2 separate regions of the Oryctolagus cuniculus genome follow, and region 1 is linked to region 2. The links are chromatin contacts, called in public Hi-C maps. All regions are on one chromosome and are shown on one strand. Each heading gives the region's core, a stretch centred on a gene start, on an enhancer-like site or on the middle of the called end of the contact. The rest is flanking DNA. Distances are from core to core; before and after follow the strand shown. Region 1 has its middle 25 kb from the start of SLC22A16. Region 2 holds the start of GTF3C6 (general transcription factor IIIC subunit 6).

What was found. A called contact is a pair of places that touch in the nucleus more often than the background predicts.
Region 1: a contact with region 2 is called in a Hi-C map of embryonic fibroblasts, with 7 times the contacts expected there. The contact joins the enhancer-like site here to the promoter of GTF3C6 in region 2. A contact is called at or near these places in 5 of 6 Hi-C or Micro-C datasets (ear pinna, embryonic fibroblasts, psoas muscle and 2 more).

What each region holds. Positions count from the first base shown.
Region 1 is chr5:61,008,193-61,014,855 of mOryCun1.1, reverse strand. No RefSeq gene overlaps it. Among named protein-coding and RNA genes, the nearest start is that of SLC22A16, 25 kb to the left of the region's middle. Within about 2 kb of position 4,320, at least 3 of the 8 cell types and tissues checked have an H3K27ac peak or open chromatin away from gene starts, as enhancers often do.
Region 2 is chr5:60,656,656-60,663,800 of mOryCun1.1, reverse strand. It overlaps GTF3C6 (general transcription factor IIIC subunit 6), which reads left to right and starts at 1,380. Exons shown (of 6, transcript XM_051854406.2): 1 at 1,380-1,755; 2 at 2,060-2,140; 3 at 3,526-3,589; 4 at 3,691-3,735; 5 at 5,884-5,997. The coding sequence starts at 1,648. It also overlaps the pseudogene LOC127493284.

The DNA.
Region 1 (6,663 bases), core at 3,071-5,570, 350 kb before region 2:
AGACAGATCCCACAGCACTGACCTCCCCGGAGCTGCTCACCCTCCGGTGTCAGCCACCTTGGTTCTTGTTCTCTTCCTTCTCTTGGCTGTTCCGGCCCCATCATTGGGAGCTTCTTTAACTCTTTTTTTTTTTTAAGATTTATTTATTTGTTTGAAAAGCAGAGTTACAGAGAGGCAGAGGCAGAGGCAGAGAGAGGGAGAGAGAGGTCTTCCATCCGCTGGTTCACTCCCCAAATGGCCACAATGGCTAGAGCTGCGCCGATCCGAAGCCAGGGGCCAGGAGCTTTCTCCAGGTCTCCCAATGTGGGTGCAGAGGCCCAAGGACCTGGCCATCTTCTACTGCTTTCCTAGGCCATAGCAGAAAGCTGGATCAGAAGTGGAGCAGCTGGGACTCGAACTGGTGCCCATATGGGATGCTGGCGCTGCAGGCGGTGGTTTTTCCAGCTATACCACAGCACCAGCCCCAATGTTTATTTTTAAAAAGAGTATGAATATCACGATCCCATTCTTGTAAAAATGTTTATGTATATAACTATGTATTAAACATTATATAATTTATTTTTAAAACTTCACTTTATGGGGCTTGCACTGTGGCATAGTAGGTAAAGCTGCTGCCTGCAGTGCCGGTCCCATATAGGCACCGGTTTGAGTCCCAGCTGCTCCACTTCCAATCCAGCTCTCTGCTATGGCCTGGGAAAGCAGTAGAAGATGGTCCAAGTCCTTGGGTTCCTGAACCCACATGGGATGCCCACAAGAAGCTCCCGGCTCCTGGGTTCGAATCAGTGCAGCTCCAGCCATTGCAGCCATTTTGGGACTGAACCAGTGCATAGAAGATCTCTCTCTCTCTCTCTCTCTCTCTCTCTCTCTCTCTCCCTCTCTCTCTTTCCCTCTGCCTCTCTGTAACCCTGGCTGCTTTCTCTTTGCGTCTTTTTAAAACATCAGGACTCCTTTCGGTGTTTGTTCCCATTTCAGGATAGCCCTCCCCCAAGATTGCATCCTTTAAGGTACCTTGGCAATAATTTTCACCAACTCCCCTCTGCAAACCATCTTTCCACTTGAACAAACTCTCCCAAAACAAAGCTGATTGATGTCTAAATAAAATATACCAGGGCGTGTCTTCTAAGTGTAATAACACTTCTGCCACCAGAGGGCACAATGTGACTGTGGATGAACACTGTGTAACAAATAAAAGTTAATATCTGGGCCTACGCTGTAACATAGCAGGTAAAGCCACCGCCTGCAGTGCCAGCATCCCATATGGGCACAGGTTTGAGTCCCGGCTGCTCCACTTCCGATCCAGCTCCCTGCTAACGGCCCAGAAAGCAGCAGAGGTTGGCCCAAGTGCTTGGACCCCTACACCCACGTGGGAGACCTGGGAGAAGCTTCTGGTTCCTGATTTTGGCCTGGCCCATTGGGGGAGTGAGCCAGCAGGTGGAAGATCTCTCTCTCTCTCTCTCTCTTCCTCCCTCCCTCCCCTCTCCTCTGTAGCTCTGCCTTTCAAATAAAATAAATAAATCTTTAAAAAATAAAGTTAACAATACATTACAGAATGCACTGTGTTCCAGTGGTTGTTTTTTATTTGTATATTATTTTTACATACTTGAAATAATTTTATCCCATAAATCAAGAATAATTGAAAGCAGGAAATCGCCACAATTTAAACATTTTCCCTCAGGCTATAGCTGGTTAAGTTTAAAGTGAGCATCATTATTTTCTGTTTAAAATCCTGTGATTCATCTGCTCTCTGAGAGTCATTTCCTGCACGGCCTGAAGACGCCCTCAAGCTCCAAATTACTCTGCATTCCTAGTTCTCGCTATGTTTCCTGCAGGCCATCAAGTTCATGGGTTTTATTATAGCCTTGCAAATTAGTAGAAAAAAACTTTACTAGCCCATAAACATGTTATCAGCTTCATCTTGCTGCTGGGGGCAGATTGGTAATGAAATCGCTGGAAGCACGATTATTCATAACTTACTCAGCTATAAAACTAATGATTGTTGGGCAAGCAGTTTCTAGCTTTTGTCTGTCTCCTCGCAAAGTGTGCACATGGCTAGCGTCTGGGAGCATGCATTTGGCCAAATAAACCTGGTGCCCGGTGCCAGCGTAATCCATGGTGTGTGTGCCAACGGTGAGACATCCAGTCTGATCTCATTGACAAACGAATCAACCCATCTATGGTCTGAATGTCTGTGCCCCTCCAGCCTCCAAGGTCATGTATTGAAATCCTAACCCCAAGGTGATGTCGCATTAGGAGGCAGGGACTTTGGAGAGTGGATCACCAGGGCAGATCCCTCATGAATGGGATCTGTGCCCTCATCAAAGAGGCTTCAGGGAGACCCCTTCATGCCGTGTGAGTTGGCACAGAAAAGCTGGCTGTCTCCCACACAGAGGGCCCTCACCAGACATCGAAACTGCGGGCACCTTGCTCACAGATTGCCCGGGATCCGGAACCATGATAAATACATTTTTTATTATTTAATTATTTCTAGTTATTTATTGGAGGGAGACAGCAATATCTCCCATCTGCTGGTTCACTCCCCAAATGCAAACAACAGCCCGTGCTGTGGCAAGCTGAAGCCTGGAACTGGAACTCAGTCCTGGTCTCCCATGTGGGTAGCAGGAACCCAAGTACCTGAGCCAGCACTCCCCAGGCTGCACACTAGCAGGAAGCTGGAATTGGGAGTGGAGCTGGGTCTTGAACTCGGGTACTCTGATGCAGCATCCCAGGCAGCATGTCAGCTGCTGTGCCCAACGCCCACGCTGGGGAGGACATTTCTGTTTATGTGCTGCCTGGTCTCTGGTGTTCTGTTACAGCAGCCAGAACCAACCCGCTGTCCTTTGAGAAGACCTACTGGCAAGGATATGCAGCCCCTGCTCAAGACAAGCCTGCCACCCCACCCCAGGTACCTAAAGGGTGAGACACGGGGAGGACCAGGCTGCCAATCACTGGGTTCAGATGCATGTGCCGTGCTTTTGTGATGCAATGCACTTGTCCAGGTCACTGTCCCCCAGTCTCCCTTAACAAAGTCATATGTGTCCCACGTTCCACACCAGCCTTAATGCAGGTTCAGGCAAATGTCCTGCCCCTTACGTTTGGGCAACAGCTACCCCCCGTAAGGGGGGCCGTCCTGCCACATATCCTTCACACCATATGGCTCTGCCCACGCCTACCAGCCCCCCACTGGAACACACATGTGTTCATCACGAAATAGGAAGTGAACCACCACACAGAAGCTGCCCCTGCAGGCAGAGGGGCGGGTGAGGGGGTCGTGGAGAGGAGACAGAAGGCATGAGGGCCAGTGGGCAGTGGCTCCTGACACGAGGACCAGGACAGAGATGGCCGCAGTGGGATGGGATCTCCAGTGGTTCCTGGGCCCGGGATCTCAAAAGGACCAAGCCTGGAAATGGTGATTGACAAACCTCAACACAGGTTTCCAGACCAGTTTTTCCCACTGGCCGGATGCAGAGAGGCGAAGAAAAACCCTGTGAGAACAGAGTTGCGTGAAATTCCTTTGCTGCATGACTTCTTGGAATCTTGAGTGGGCCCAAACCCTTATCTCCCAAAGGAAGATATTATTTTACCACAAAAATGTACTTTGCAAATAGTGTCATACAACGTACTGTCTTGTGTTCACACATGGGAAGGAACTTTTTCTAATCATCTAATTTGGATCCGTTATTTTAAAAGAAAAAAAATCATGTTCTTTTACTAAGTTCAACCAAAGTTTGTTCAATGACACATGACAAAAGACTAAGATTGGGGAGGACCTCTGGGAGCTTGGGGGATCGGAGGTGACACCGTGACTATGACAGGTGGTGATGTCACTTCACAGGGGTGGCTACACAGGTTATCGGCCACCGAGGCTTATCTTGCTTTGAGCAAGCCCACAGTGCTTCTCTGGCATCACCTTGCAAGAATCCCCACGTTCTGGAGACTGACTTAGAGGTGTCCTGGCCCTTGGGGTGACGGATGAAGGAACCTGCTATTCCTTGGGCAGGATTTGCATGTCTGAAGAATCAGGGAGATGCAGCCAGCAGCTGTCTCTTCTAACTGAGGTACAAGGAGCTGCCCTTTCCAAAATTAAAGGTCAGACCATTCCCCCACCTAGAAATCAAGACAAGCTGATGACCTAAAAGAAGATAAACTTTCGATGAAAGGGAGTCATTTTGCAGGCAAATAAACTCCCAAGAAAACCTGAAATAACATGTAGCGCGGTGTTGTCACCATTGTCTCATGGGGTAGGAATTGCTATGGTAACACACGGTCCGCGGGTGTGGGAAGCATTTGGGCTGCTCCCTGGCGCAGGCGAGGCAGTGGGTTTCCGCCGTCTCCAAGGCTTGCCTAAGCCCTGCTGATCTTGCCGCAGACTGCAGTGTTTTCCTAGCCTCTATGGTGGAGTTTGCACGTGCTTGGATGACTAACACATGAGTCACAGGTTACGAGAGATTCAGAAGAGACAGTCTGAACCTGACCTTGAGGGTGGTGATGAATGGTGATGTGCTCAGAGCATGTCCGCGGAGGTGAGGTGCGGCAGGAACGAGCTTCCGAATTCCAGATCAGCATCAGAGCAGGGAGCACGCCAGCCCATAGCCACTTTCCCTCCTGCGATCCAGACGGACAGACCAACTGGCACCTCCGGAAGCTTCCACTGGAACGTCTCATGTGAATACCCACGCCGAGGCGGCCCCAGAGGTGAGCAGCAGCATGCTGACCCATCCTAGCCATCTACTTTCAGAGACCAAAGCCTGAGTTCAAGACCACCAGTCAGAAACTGCGAGTGGGCGTTTGGCACAGCAGTTAACATGTCACATCCCCTATCAGAGTGCCGGGTTCAAGTCCCACCTCCGCCCAATTCCAGTCTCCTGCTACTGGGCACCCTGGGAGGCAGCAGATGATGGCCTCAGGACTTGGGTCCCTACCACCCACGTGGGAGACCCAGTGGAATTCTAGGCTCCTTGCTGTGGCCTGGCCCAGCCCTGGTTGTTGGGGATATTTAGGGATTGGAAAAGAAAGAAAGAATAGGAAAAGCAAAACAACACTTCGATCTCCCGCAGAGACCTAAGAAGAGGGAAGAGGCGCACACTAGTACTGGTGACCATGTGGGCGGAGGGCTTATGCTGCCTGGGTAGGAATACGTGCCATTCTAAGTGGAGAAGAAAACACCTATGGTCTAACACTTCAGCCAAAAAGACTGTATAAACAGCCAGCAGCTGTTCTCGGGCCTTTGCTTTTTAGAGCAAAAACCAATAAAAGAAAAAACGTGCTCTGTAAAACGTGGTTTTTCTTGGGAGCCCAGATTTGGTTCAACAACTAATTTCCACCCCCAGAATTCAGCCTGGCGTTGGGCAGTTTTCCGCCGGAGAACTGAGTGGGCTGCAAAGCCCTGCGGAGCAGTGCAAGGCCGCAGAGGGGCTGGGCCGGGCAGACGCCCCCACACCAGGCAGAGGTGCTCATGCGTGAGCAGGGACCTCAGACTTGGAAACAGAAGTCGGCGCCCTCAACACCATCCCTACCCCCAGTGAGTGGACATGGAAGGGACAAAACCATGGCTTGGCCCGCAGAAGCCGGAGACGTGTCTCCGAGATCTGGTTGTCTGACTCCAGCCCCTTAGCTACAGGGATCTGCACAAGATCGAGTCACACGGTCCACGCATTGTCCACTCCGAAAAGCCACCAGATGATAAGACCAAGCGGACTCCTTGACTGCCCATCTTGGAAATAAGAAAATTATAGGGGCCTTTCAAGATGGATGTTCAGATGAGAAATTACTAGCTACGTCCAGCAATTATGAAGCCAGCAGCGGGGAAGACACAGCGAGGCGAGGCCCCTTCTGTAAACAGACTCGGGAATGAGCCTTGCTCATCCTCTCCCAGTGATCCTGCTGCTGCTGCTGCCTCCTCCACTCTGAGTACCAGCTCCAGCCCCTTAAAGGAAATCTTACACCCATCTAGATCTTCGCCTCTCTAACTTTTTAATTATATATGAAGATATAGATCTATAGGTATAGTTAGGGAGACAGACACACAGGAAGAGCGTTGAAAAGATCTCTTGAAGGCCGGCGCCGCAGCTCACTAGGCTAATCCTCCACCTGGGCGCTGGCACACTGGGTTCTAGTCCCGGTCGGGGCGCCAGATTCTGTCCCGGTTGTTCCTCTTCCAGTCCAGCTCTCTGCTGTGGCCTGGGAGTGCAGTGGAGGATGGCCCAAGTCCTTGGGCCCTGCACCCATGTGGGAGACCAGGAGGAAGCACCTGGCTCCTGGCTTCAAATCAGCGCAGTGCCGGCCGCAGCGGTCACTTCGAGGGTGAACCAACAGAAGGAAGACCTTTCTCTCTGTCTCTCTCTCTCACTGTCTAACTCTGCCTGGAAAAAAAAAAAAAAAAAAAAGACATGATCTCTTGTTTCCTGCACCATGGCTTTGTCTTTCTTCAAGTATTGAAGAGCAGGCTACAGCTCCTTCCATCTCAGACACCATGAACTCGTGACGTCACTCCCAACTCCTGCGTCACAGCCTGTGCTCTGGACGTTGTCCTGCTAGAATCCTACTGGCTCCCAGAGGCAGCATGGTTTCCAAGGAACCCTCCAGAGTCCAACCAGGGAAACAAAAGCAGGCGGTCCTTCGGCCTCGTGCTAAGATACCACTCAGACGCCTGCATCCCATATCACA
Region 2 (7,145 bases), core at 131-2,630:
GTTCCAGCCCAACCGCTCTGCTTCCTATCCAGTTCCCTGCTAACTTACCTTGGAAGGCAGTGGTTGATGGCCCAAATGTTTGGGTTCCTGCCACCCATGTGGGAGACCTGAATGAAGCTCCTGGCTTCAGCTTGACCTAGTCCTGGCCGTTATGGCTATTTTGTGAGTGAACCAGGGGATGTAATCTTTCTCCGCCCTCCAAATTTATGATAAATATTACAAAGACATCACTTGGGACCCTTACATCCCATATCAGAGTACCTGGTGTCTGGCTCTGCTTCTGATTATGCTTCATGCTGATGTGTACCCTGGGAAGCAGCAGTTGTTGACTAAAGTGTGTGGGTCCCTGACAGCCACATGGGAGACCTGGATTGAGTTCCGATCTCCTGGCTTCTGCCTGGCCCAGCCCCAGCTGTGGGGGAGTAAACTATGCATAGTTTTATCATCATATGCATTTCTCATGGACTGTTTTAAAAATCCTTCCTCTGGGGGCTGGCACTGTGGCTCACTTGCTTAATCCTCCGCCTGCGGCGCCAGCATGCCATATGGGTGCCGGGTTCTAGTCCCGGTTGCTCCTCTTCCAGTCCAGCTCTCTGCTGTGGCCCAGGAGGGCAGTGAAGGATGGCCCAGGTGCTTGGGCCCTGCACCCGCATGGGAGACCCAGAAGAAGCACCTGGTTCAAGCACCTGGCTCCTGGCTTTGGATCAGCACAGCGCCAACCATAGCGGCCATTTGGGGGGTGAACCAATGGAAGGAAGACCTTTCTCTCACTATCTATAACTCTGTCAAGTAAATTAGAAAAAAAAATCCTTCCTCTGGATTTCAAAAAAAACTTTGCACCAAAATAAATTTATCTTTTACTTCCTTTTTTTCTATTAACCTTTTAAAACTATTGCCAAACAAAAAATTCTCTATATTACTACTAGTAATGGATTAGAGACACATTAACTGATACTACACTTGATCTTAGCCAAAAGGCTGAGAAGCAATAGAGAGACATTAACTGCTTACTATGTGTCAAATATTGGGCTAATTCTGTTTTATGTGTATTACTTCATTTAATCCTGTAAGAATTTCTGTGGCGGAGGGGATGTGGGGCCAGAGAGAGGCGGGGTGGGGCCAGGCCGGTGTCCCATAACAGTGCCAGTTCTAGTCCCAGCTGTTCCAATCCAGCCCCTTGCTAATAGGCTGGGGAGGCAGTGGAAGTCCGCTCAAGCGCTCGGGTCCCTGAACCCACGTTGGGGACCCGGAGGGAGTTCAGCCTCCTGGAATGCTGGGCATCTGGGGAGTGAACCAGCGGATGGAAGATCTCTCCCTCTCTCAGTAACTCTGCCTTATATATGAGTGGATGATTGAATCTTTAAAAAAGAAAACAATTTCTTTCCAAGAAATCTACGCTGGGGTCAACACAAGGCCGCTGGGTCCCTCTCCTCCCACACCAGGGATCCTCTGAGCCCGCAGCCCAGCGGCTCCCGGGGCGGGGGGCAGCGCCCCTCTCCTGAGGGTCGTCCGCGGAGCCCGGCGAAGCCCCGCCCCAAGCTCACGCCCGTGCGTGGCGCCCTGGGCCGGGACCCCCGGCCGACGCCATCTCGCGTCCTGGCAGGAGCGGAGCCGCAGGAGCCGGCGGAGCTGCTGCCCGGACTCAAGATGGCGGCGCCGGCGGGCGGGACGACTGACGCGGGCGCGAGGAGGAGCGCGACCATGGCGGCGGCCGGGCGGCGGCGGCGGGAGGACACGGGCGAGGAAGAAGAGGCCGTAAGCGCTGCGGCCGGGAAACCCCGGCGCTCGCCAGGGGCGGGGATGGCGGCGCAGGCTGCGTGTGGGAAGGGAGTCCGGGACCCGTCCGGCGCGAGGGAGGCCCCGCGGCGCCTCGCCGGCGTCCTGCCCTGAGCGCGAGCCGCCTCCGCCAGGCGGGCTCGAATGTGGGGAAGGCGCCTTCGGTAGCCGCCGTCGCTTGCGTCCTGGCTGAACACGGGGCCCGGGTTCACAGTTTGGGACTTGTTTGGTTCCTTGCCTCCTCCCGCCACGCTGGCATGTTTGCCCCTCTTTCCTCCACCAGGAGCAGTTGGTGCTGGTGGAATTGTCGGGAATTATGGATTCAGACTTTCTCTCCAAGTGTGAAAATAAATGCAAGATTTTGGTGAGTCTAATGGAATTGGACAGTTGTGTGGCTTTTCTTACATTGACAGAAGGGCCAAAGACCGATGTGTGGCTTGCACCTTACAAAGGGGGGACCCACTAGGGTCCCAAAGGGTGCACAGGCGGGACTGTAGCAGTCGATTTCCGGGGGAGTGATCCGTGTGTTTGCATGAGTGCCAGAGTGTGGCTGCAGAGACAGGTTAAGGTGTGGAGCAGGTAACATTTTGATGTGGAATAATATGATGTGTTGAAAAAATGCATTGCCTTTTTTTTTTTTTAAGATGTATTTATTTGAAAGAGTTACATACAAAAAGGAGATGCAGAGAGGGAGAGAGAGAGAGGTCTTCCATCCGATGGTTCGCTCCACAATTGGTTGCAACAGCCAGAGCTGCACCGATCCAAAGCCAGGAGCCAGGAGTTTCTTCTGGGTTGCCCGTGCAGGTGCAGGGGCCCAAGGACTTGGGCATCCTCTACTGCTTTCCCAGGCCACAGCAGAGAGCTGGATTGGAAGTGGAGTAGCTGGGACTCAAACCGGCACCCATATAGGATGCCAGCATTGCAGGCAGCAGTGTTACCCGCTCCGCCACAGCGCTGGCCCCAATGCATTGCTTTTTGAAACTTAAGAGCAGTAGGGAAGAAACACTGATCAGGTGCACACAGAGGCTAACCCGTGGATAGGGGGAGAAGATGCCTGTGAGAGATTTCATGGACATCACACCTGCTGTTGGCTGGAGTGTCAGCCTCGTAAATTACCATCTGCTTCATCCCTTTCCTTTTTTTTTTTTTTTTTTTTTTTTTGACAGGCAGAGAGACAGAGAAAAGGTCTTCATTCCATTGGCTCACCCCCCAAATGGCCACTACGGCCGGCAAGCTGCGCCAGTCAGAAGCCAGGAGCCAGGAGCTCCCTCTTGGTCTCCTATGTGGGTGCAGGGCCCAAGCCCTTGGACCATCCTCCACTGCCTTCCTGGGCCACAGCAGAGAGCTAGAATGCAAGAGGAGCAACTGGGATAGAATCCGGCGCCCCAACCGGGACTAGAACCCGGAGTACTGGTGCCGCAGGCGGAGGATTAGCCTAGTGAGCCCCAGTGCCGGCCTCATCCCTTTCCTTTAAAACCATTAGGCTGCTGCTGCTGGAATGGCCTCTGAGCTTGCCCTAAGCTGGAAGAGGATGCTGACTGAAACAGACTTTGCTGCTTGGGTAGGAGTCAAGTGGTGCTGAATGTGTAGCGGCTGCTTGGAGGAGCAGTTGTGGTTGATTTTGAACTTGCTAGAACAAGATGCTCCTGAGGTGCCGCCCTTTGGGAAGTGTATCCTTGGTAGCAGGGTTACATGGTGGAAGTTTTTCCCTGATGATTTTTTTTTTAATGATCTTTTATTCTGTTGCAGGGAATTGATTCAGAGAGGCCCATTCTGCAAGTGGACCGCTATGTCTTTGCTGGGGAGTATGAAGGTTAGGAGGATGGCAGTTACATGGAATTCCTTTTTTAATATGCCTTTCCGAGACGGTACCTCTGTAGCTCTCAACAAGTTACCTTCACGTTGTTTCTGCAGACACTCTTGGGACCTGTGTTATATTTGAAGAAAATGTGGAAAACGGTATGTGATTGTTATGCTAGCCCAACTCTGTTGACTATGAACTGGTTCTCACACATAAGCCTGTATAATTAAAATTAGACTTTTCATGTACCTTTTGTCTGGCTGTAACAGATTCTACCATTTGCCAAACTTGACTCAGATTATAGTTTAAAAATAATTCCAGAAGCTCTCTATAACCCCTTCCAAATGTGTTCCCTTCCCTCTGGCTTCAGAGGTAATTACTCTCCTGAATTTGGTGTTTATCTTTCCTGTACTGGATTTTATGTTACATAGTGGACGTATCTATTCACAGATATTAATCATGTTTTATTTATTTCCAAACTATATAAATTATAGTATACTATAGATATCATTCTGTATCTTTTTTCACTTCTGTTCTGAGATGTGTACATGCTGAGGTATATAGCTGTAGAGGCTAGAGTTGTGCCAGAGCCTGTTAAGGCTTTGCTGTGACGCTGTCATCCCATATGGGAATGCTAGTTTGTGTCACTGCTACTCCCGCTACTCCTCTGCTTATCCAGCTTCCTGCTAATGTTCCTGGGAAAGCAGCAGATGATGGCCCTGGCCACCCCTATCAGAGGCTCAGATGGAGTTAAGGCTTCTGGCTCTGGCCTGTTTCAGACGTGGCTGTTATAGCTAATTTGGGAATGAACCAGTGGGTGGAAGATTTTTCTCTCCTCCTCTCTCTTTCACTCTGCCTTTCAAATAAACATTAAAAAAAGAGAGACAGCTCTAGTTCATTTTTGCTCCCTGCTCTTTAGTACTTCATTTTTTTTTAACTTTTATTTAATGAATATAAATTTTCAAAGTACAGCTTATGGATTACAATGGCTTCCCCCCCATAACGTCCCTCCCACCCACAACCCTCCCCTTTCCCACTCCCTCTCCCCTTCCATTCACATCAAGATTCATTTTCGATTCTCTTTATATACAGAAGATCAGTTTAGCATACATTAAGTAAAGATTTCAACAGTTTGCTCCCACACAGAAACATAAAGTGAAAAATACTGTTTGAGTACTAGTTATAGCATTAAATCACAATGTACAGCACACTAAGGACAGAGATCCTACATGAGGAGTAAGTGCACAGTGACTCCTGTTGTTGACTTAACAAATTGACACTCTTGTTTATGGCCTCAGTAGTACTTCATTTTGAGCCCTTACCACAGTTTATTCTCATTGGCTTTTTTTTTTTTTAAAGATTTACTTAATTATTGAAAGTCAGAGTTACACAGAGAGAAGAGAGGCAGAGAGAGAGAAGAGAGGTCTTCGTCTGCTGGTTCACTGCCCAGATGGCCACAATGGCCAAGCTGCGCTGATCTGAAGCCAGGAGCCAGGAGCTTCTTCTGGGGCCCAAGCAGTTGGGCAGTCTTCTACTGCTTTCCCAGACCATTAGCAGGGAGCTGGATTGGAAGTAGAGCAGCTGAGACTCGAGTTGGCACCCATATGGGATGCCAGCACTGCAGGTGGTGGCTTTACCCACTACGGCACAGCATTGGGCACCCCCCCTCCTTTTGTGTGTGTGTGTGTGTGTGTGTTTTTTAAGATTTCTTTTTTATTTGTTTGAAAGGCAGAGTTAGAGAGTAAGAGAGAGAGAGATCTTTCATCCACTGGTTCACTCCCCAAATGGCCACAACAGCTGGAGCTGGGCTAGACCGAAGCCAGGAGCATCTTCCTGGTCTCCCCCATGGGTGCTGGTTCCCAAGGGCTTGGGCCATCCTCTTTCCCAGGTGCATTAACAGGAAGCTGGATTGGAAGTGGAGCAGCTGGCACTTGAACTGGCACCCATATGGGATGCTGGCACTGCAGGTCAAAGCGTAACCTGCTGCACCACAATGCTGCTGGCCCCCCAACTGCAGTTTCTACTTCAGGTCTGGAGCCTGGCTGTCATCTCATGCTGAGCTTTGTGATTTTGCCCTCTAGAGATGTTGTTTTTGAATTTAGTCAGGCCTTGGAGTGGTATGTATTTTATCTGTCACTTGCCTGTGCTTGGAGCAGGGAGGATGAGGTGCTGTGGGAATTAACGACACTGTCTTGATCGGAATTAGTTTAGTATAATTCCTGATTTTAGAACAGTTGAGACTTACGGTCACCATTTTACTTGATGGGCTAACACAGTGTAATAATTGTGTTCACTGCGTGTTCTAGTGGATGCAGATGGCAGTAACAGAACAGTGCTGAAATACAAATGCCACACCATGAAGAAGCTCAGCATGACAAGAACTCTGCTGACCGAAAAGAAGGAAGGGGAAGAAAACATAGGTTTGTTCACTTGCTTCTCTGAAGATGGGTGATCCAGGATTGGCTTTGACAGTGACGCTTGGCTGCCCAGACAGGCCTGTACTTCGTGGTCATGACCATATGTGATATAGTTAGTACATTACAGTTGGGGCTGTATTTGAGAGACAGACAGAGCTCCTATCTGCTGGTTCACTACCCAGATGTCCATAGTGGCCAGGGCAGGGCTGAAGCTGAAGCAGGGAGCTGGTATCAATCCAGGTCTCCCATGTGGGTGGCAGGAACCCAATTACCTGAGTCATTACCACTGACTCCCAGGATCTGCATTGGTGGGAAGCAAACCCAGGCACTCTGATAGGGGATGCTGGGTCCTAACCACTAGGCTGGATGCCTCCTTCCCCAAGAACATATTTAAAATTCAACTGAATTCTCATATAGTCACAGACACTGTGGACATGTAAAAAATGCACTTTGTATTGGAAAAGACTTTGAGGAGTTTGCCAAGAAATCTAATATGATTTCCCTGTCCTAGGGAATTCAGCAGTCTTTCCCATTCCATATCCCTCTCTCTTTAATACAAGCTTCCTTATAAGTGGAGTGGATGTAGTGAACTCCCAAGTTGTAACCCTGGGGACCCTCTGGAAACTTGTCAGCTGCAGCCTTCCTAATGTGCCCACAGTTGGAAGAAGCTGACTTCTATGTGGGGGAGACGCTAGGACCACAGTAGTGAGTCCTGACTTTGTCTTTATTTTACTTATTTAAAAGACAGAGAAAGTTCGAGAGAAAGACACACAGGCACACAGACAGAGATCTCCCATCTGCTGGTTCACTTCCCAAATGCCAACAACAGCTGGGGCTGTGCCAGGCCAAAGCCAGCAGTCAGCATCTCATTCCCAGTCTCCCATGTGCGTGGCAGGGACCGAAGTACTCTTGAGCTATCACTTGCTGCCCCCAAAGGTGCACATTAGCAGGAAGCTAATTCCTAATTCTTGATTAGTGTCCAGTCTTCTCCAGCTCTTGGTCATCATAGACTGGAGACTTTCAGAGCAATGTTTGCTGCACCTATACCAGTCACGTGTTTGTGGAGCTGGGCAGTAATCTCTTGATGGCTTAAAAGTTCATTGCTCAGAGAACGTGGGCAGTTAGCCTAGTGGTTAGATGCCTCTATCTCA